Linked DNA regions of Oryctolagus cuniculus: region 2 is linked to region 1. The links are chromatin contacts, called in public Micro-C maps. All regions are on one chromosome and are shown on one strand. Each heading gives the region's core, a stretch centred on a gene start, on an enhancer-like site or on the middle of the called end of the contact. The rest is flanking DNA. Distances are from core to core; before and after follow the strand shown.

Region 1 (2,938 bases), core at 238-2,737:
AAGTTAAATGGCAGGGTAAGATATGTAAATCTCTCAAGATCACTGAGGACTGGTGGATTACTAAATATTAGAATTCTAATACTAAAGAATTAAAGTATGGATTGAGGAGGAAAAGTTAGGATCTAATATCTACTGAGCAGCTACTGTCTCGGATACTGTGTTATGCCTGTTGTATTCATAATTTTGTTTTGTCCTCTCCATAGTTCATAAGGTGGATGGCCTTATCCTTGCTTTACATATATAGAAACTTCAGAGACTCAAAGCAGTTATGACCTACTTAAGGTCATAGATAATAAGAGACGAAGAAGTTGTTCTAGTTGTTCAAGGCCAGGTTTGTTGAAATCAAGGTTTTTGCCACTTCTACCACATACTCCTTCAGGATCCTTCTGGAGGAACTGTACCAAAGTAGGAGCTTCCCTTTTGTCTGCGGAGCCAGGAAAGTAACGATGGTAGGAACACCAGTTCCCAGGGATAAATGGCTTTTACCAAAACACTAATATTTTTTTCTCTTAGGTAGTGTGGAAGTGTTGATCTTGGCAATCTGTCTCTTAGAAGTAGCTCATGGAGGGCCAGTGCTGCGGCTCAATAGGCTAATCCTCCGCCTGCAGCACCGGCATCCCAGGTTCTAGTACTGGTTGGGGTGCTGGATTCTGTCCTGGTTGCTCCTCTTCCAGTCCAGCTCTCTGCTGTGGCCCGGGAAGGCAGTGGAGGATGGCCCAAGCACTTGGGCCCTGCACCCACATGGGAGACCAGGAGAAGCACCTGGCTCCTGGCTTCAGATCAGCGCAGTACGCCAGCCGCAGCGGCCATTGTGGGGGTGAACCAACAGAAAAAGGAAGACCTTTCTCTCTGTTTCTTTCTCTCTCACTGTCCTCTCTGCCTGTCAAAAAAAAAAAAAAAAAAAAAAGCTCATGGCAATCATCTGGGAGTGTAGCACAGCAGATTAAATCACTTCCTGCAGTGCTGGCATCCCATATGGGTGCTGGTTCAAGTACTGGCTTGCTCCACTTCCAATTTAGCTCCCTGCTAATGCACCTGGGAAGATAGCAGAAGATGGCCCACGCCCTTGGGCCCCTGCCATCCATGTGGGGGACCTGGAGGAGGCTCTGGCTCCTGGCTCCTGACTTTGGCCTGGTCCTGTCCAGGCTGTTGTGACCATCTAGGGAGTGAACCAGTGGATGGAAGATCTGTCTCTCTCTGTTTCTCCCTTTGATATAAATAAACAAATCTTTAAAACAAAAAAGAAATCATCTTGGAGATTTGCTGACTGAGGACTGAAACCAGCTAGGTTTATGTAGTTCATCCCCTCTCCCTCCCCAGCAAGGGATAACTCTAGTGCTACAGATTCTGTCTTTATGCCCCTGAGAGACCTTGACATCTCATTCTCAGAGGCCTACTGTGAGATTCTGGCAGTCTTAGCATGACTAATTCTCTGCCTCAGACTCCTCCCTCTTGCTCCCAAGGTCCCTTATAGGCATGGTGTCTTCTCAGGAACTGTTTTCCCAGCTGGCCTTGGAAGCAGGCCAGGCATCTATCCCAAGCCCTTTAACCCCCCAGAAAGTTCTCACACATGCCTTTGACCTGAACTAACTTCCAACATAAGTTGATGAACAATGAAAGTGGGGAAAATCCCCTCCAGTCAGTCTGTTTCTCTGCCCTGCTGTTTCATAATTTGGGCTACTGTGAAATGGATAGAGGATCTGAAGTCAGTAGATTGGAGCTCAAGTCTTGGCTCAAGTCACAAATCCTGACCTGTCTGAGCCTGTTTTCTTAGCTGTAGTTGCAGGACTGATGACAACTTCATCTTCATACTGTTGTTCTGAGAGTCAAATAACTCAATGTACAGGGCAAAACACGGATTTATTACAAGCCTGTGGAATGTCAGTGCTTGTTGTTAATAGACCAAATTTGGCTCCATGAGAAACAGTTCTGGAAACTGAGCAGGATGCCTGTTCTATCATCACTGGCCCCAGTTCCTGGCAAACGTGATCATTACCCGAAGAGGCATTTGTGGCGTCATCCTCCTGTTTATTTTTGTAACCTTCTCATTTATAGCCTTGTAATTGCTACCAGAAGCTTTGGTGATTCTTGACTATTTATCTCTGAAAACTCTGGTCAGACTTGTCTACTCATACCCAGCATTATTTACTCCAGAATAATTAATTGAATTCCTGGAGCTACATGTTGATGCATTTCCTAATAAGTGATAGGTCAGCAGAGATGGCTATGTGTGCTAAATGAGCCTTGTCTTACTTTCTAGAATTCTGGATGGTTGAGAACTCCTGAAGATATCTTAGTAGTTAGTCAGCCTAAGGCATGGCTATGGCAGCTTCATACACATTTCTGGGAATGAAATGAAAATGGAGAAGAGAGTATCTTACTGTAAGTGGTTTATAAGTTTAAAGCTAGAAGCTATTGGAAACTAAAAAGATTCTTTTGTATATTGTCATCAGTTTGTTGAAATTATTGCTCTGTTCTGAGAAATTTTTAGGTGTTCCCTAACACTTGGAGAATGTTGCTTACTCCCATATTTTCATTGCTTAATGTGATTGATATTCATTCTTCCTGGCTGTGGTTGTCAGAGCTCTTTAAGTTATAAATGCAAGAAACTCAAATGTAACTTGGGTGAAGAAGGAATTTGTAGGAAGGATACCAAGGAATTTTACATGAACATGAAAAGAACCAGCTGGCATCAGGACTACCTGGAATCAGGAGGTATTAGGGCAAGTAATTGCCTGAAAAGCCCCCAGATTTCAGTAGCTTAACACAAAGTTTATTTTTTGTTCATCTAGGGGTTCAACATGGTTGTTCCTGGTGATGCAAGGCTGCTTTTAACAGTTCAAGGACCTAGGCTCCTTCTGTATTGTGACTCCTCTGTGCTCGGAATTTACTTTTTTTGATCTACAGATGGAGAAGGAAAATGAAGGACTTCATTTGG
Region 2 (2,938 bases), core at 289-2,788, 87 kb before region 1:
AAATACAAGCTTGAAAAATAACTTAAACGTAGTACTGGGACGCTATTAAAATTCATTATAACTAAATTTAACAGTAACTTTACTTAAATGACATATCGCTCCCACATTAATCCACAGAAGAGGAGGACTACAGGGAAATATAAGGTGGCAGAGGACCACTTCGACAAGGGGTGAAGAAAAGCACGCCTTCACTATCAGGGAAGGGAGAGAAGTAGAAAAGGAAGAGGAGGAGGGGCTGAACTTTTCTGAGAAACTGCAAGTACTTGTTACCCACTGGGCCAGTTCTCCACCTACAGGTTGGATAAGATCTCCTCCCCCACCCAAACCCCACCCTCAACCCAGTTTCCCGTATTTTGGGGCAAACTACACCCTCCAATAGGAGCATAAAGTTTTATCTAGCCGCCCCCACCCCAAAATGGGGCTGACGGGTGTGAGCAGCTGCCTGGCTGGCAGGGAATGGATTCTTCTCTCTTCCCTTTCGCATCATGTGCTTTTCAGGCGCCATGTTGGGCTCCTAACAGGCGGCTGCTCCACTCGGGGCCAATTCCCTCTTCCCACCCTTCAACAGCTCGCTCCCAGGTCCCCCTTCACCTCCTTCCAACCCACAGAACACAATCACCCAAAAGGGTATGGGGTGGGGGGAGAAATGCGAGAACCACTCCCCCACCTTCCCAGGGACTTAAAAAATGGCTTGTTTTAACTCTTCCCCCAAACCAGAAACTGCCTTTAAGTCTTCCCCCACCCCAAAGGGCTCTAGTCAAGCGTGTGTGTGTCCGGATATACAATGCGGTGGCCTAAATAGGGAGTTGGTGAGCGGAAGTGGGGCTCCACCCTTTATCCTCCCCGCTCCCTCCCCGCAAGAGGCCCACGCTCGAAACCCGGGCCAAAGACCGAGCCTGAGTTGGAAAGGGGGGTGGGGGGGTTGGAGAGGAGGAACACCGTCCCCCTTCGGATGGAAGCGAGACCTGGGATGAGGCTGACACTAAAATCAGGGAGTATTAGAAGAATAGGAGGCTGCGGGGTGTATAAAAACCTTGGCGGTTTGGGCCTCGATGAGAGAGACGATCTCCTTGGCGAAGGGCAGGTTCTCCTCGGCTAGAATGGTCAGCATATTGATGTGCGGTTTGCTATTGAAGGTCAGGTCTTCGAGCGATGACTGATAATCCCGACAGGCGTCCTCCCGGGCCCCTGCAGCACCGGCCTCGGCCGGCGTCTGCTCTGACATTGCGCCGGGCCCCCCTCCGAGGTCCGCCGCAGCTGAAGCTGAAGCCGCACTCGACACCCCGCCTCCCTTCCGACTCCTCTTCCTCTCCCCGGGTCTCTCGCGGCTCCGGCTTCACCACATGCTGACCGCGGAGGGGGGTTGGGGGACGACACAGGGGGAACCTCGGGAATGAAACGCCGCCGTCTCACGGGTGATCTGCGTCCACTTCCAGCCGCCAAAGAAGCTTCTTTCTCCAGACACAAAATGGCGGCGGCAGCGGCAGCTCCAGCTCCGAAAATGTCTGTGTTCCCAACCGCTGCGTCGTGCGAAATGAGCTAGGGGAGGGGAAATGTGCGGTAGAAGGGCGGGGCCGTTGAAAAAACCTTGCGTGATTGGCTCGTCGGGGAACGTCACAAGCCCCGCCCTCGGCCCTTCCGCAGGACGTCCTGGCACCTCCTTCTTCTCGGGCCCCAACCCGGGCTTTCGCAACACCTACGGTTCAGAGGTGCGGTGGAAAAGACGGCCCTTCTCATTGGCTGATTCATAAAGGACTGTTCGGTCATTTGTTTCCATAACAACCTCTTCTGGGAAGCCAATAGGCCTGGGGAAAGCTGTCCCCGAGGCCCAACCCAACCAGTTTAAGGCGGAAGCTCAATCGTCCCCTTTTTGTCCCTCCCTCTGCAGTCCCCCAGCCACTGAGCGGCTCCGTCAATCATCCTCCCTCCCGCCCGGCTGACGGCCGCGACCGTGGGTGGGGGCTTTGGGAGCGGAGGCGCTCGGAGCCTGCCCTTCCCTCCTCTCCCAGATCTCAGGTGCTCCCGAGAGCCTGGGCGGGTCCCGCTACCGAGGCTGGCTGTGCCTCCGGGAACGAAGACGGGGAGGGAGGTGCGGCGTGTACCCGGCACCGCGGGACGGGTCGCTAGAAAGTCGGCTCCAGCGCGCCGCTTCCCACGCAGACGGGCACCTAGGCTGACTTGCGAGAGATGAGTCCTTAAGAAAACGCGCTTGTGCAGAGGTTCTGTGCGAAGGGCTTTTCCCCGGGGGCTTGAAGCAGCTCTTTAGGGAGCCCGCTCATCCCCAGAAAGGGTTTCTCGCAGCAGCCACACCCAGCCCCGAGCATAAGCGCTCCCCTCTGAATCGCCCGCACTTCAGAACAGCTTCGGGGCACATGGAGGGAAAACACGTCAATGTGTATACTTTGTAAGCTGCTTTGCCTAGGCTTCGTGGCGGGGAAAGGATGCTCTTAAAATACAAAAAAAAAAAAAATTTTTCAGGTACTTCTGTCGAATTCGTTGTGTAGGGATAGCGTAAATAAAGGCTTTAAAAAGTACTAGTTACCTAAAATGTGCTTTACTGTGGCCAGCAGGCGCTCCAGAGGTAATTTCATGTACCCCCAAAGGAAATGGCTTGAGGGGCCGGCGTTGTGGCACAGCAGGTTAAGCCTCCTGTGATGCCAGCATCCCTTACCGGAGGGCACAGGCTCGAGGCCCTGCGGTCCCACTTAGTGCTCCAGCTCCCTGCTAATGCACCTGGGAAAAGCAAAATCCTTGGGCTCCTGCTACCCACGTGGGAGACCCAGAAGAGGCTTCTGGCTCCTGGCACAGCCCCAAGCTTTGTGGCCCTTTGGGGAGTGAAACAGCGAAGATCTCTTTGTCTCTTTGATAACTCTGCCTTTCAAAGAAATCAAGAAATAGCTCTTGAAAAAAGCAACTCTATTTACCCCATAGAAAGTAA

What was found. A called contact is a pair of places that touch in the nucleus more often than the background predicts.
Region 2: a Micro-C map of ear pinna shows a contact between it and region 1, with 5 times the contacts expected there. The contact joins the promoter of PCF11 here to the enhancer-like site in region 1. A contact is called at or near these places in 2 of 6 Hi-C or Micro-C datasets (ear pinna and skin fibroblasts).

What each region holds. Positions count from the first base shown.
Region 1 is chr1:74,073,255-74,076,192 of mOryCun1.1, reverse strand. All of the region lies in intron 1 of RAB30 (RAB30, member RAS oncogene family), which reads left to right. Among named protein-coding and RNA genes, the nearest start is that of RAB30, 64 kb to the left of the region's middle. Within about 2 kb of position 1,487, at least 3 of the 8 cell types and tissues checked have an H3K27ac peak or open chromatin away from gene starts, as enhancers often do. A contact at or near this core is called in ear pinna, where this site is marked.
Region 2 is chr1:74,159,841-74,162,778 of mOryCun1.1, reverse strand. It overlaps PCF11 (PCF11 cleavage and polyadenylation factor subunit), which reads right to left and starts at 1,538. Exons shown (of 16, transcript XM_008263303.4): 1 at 1,034-1,538. The coding sequence starts at 1,225.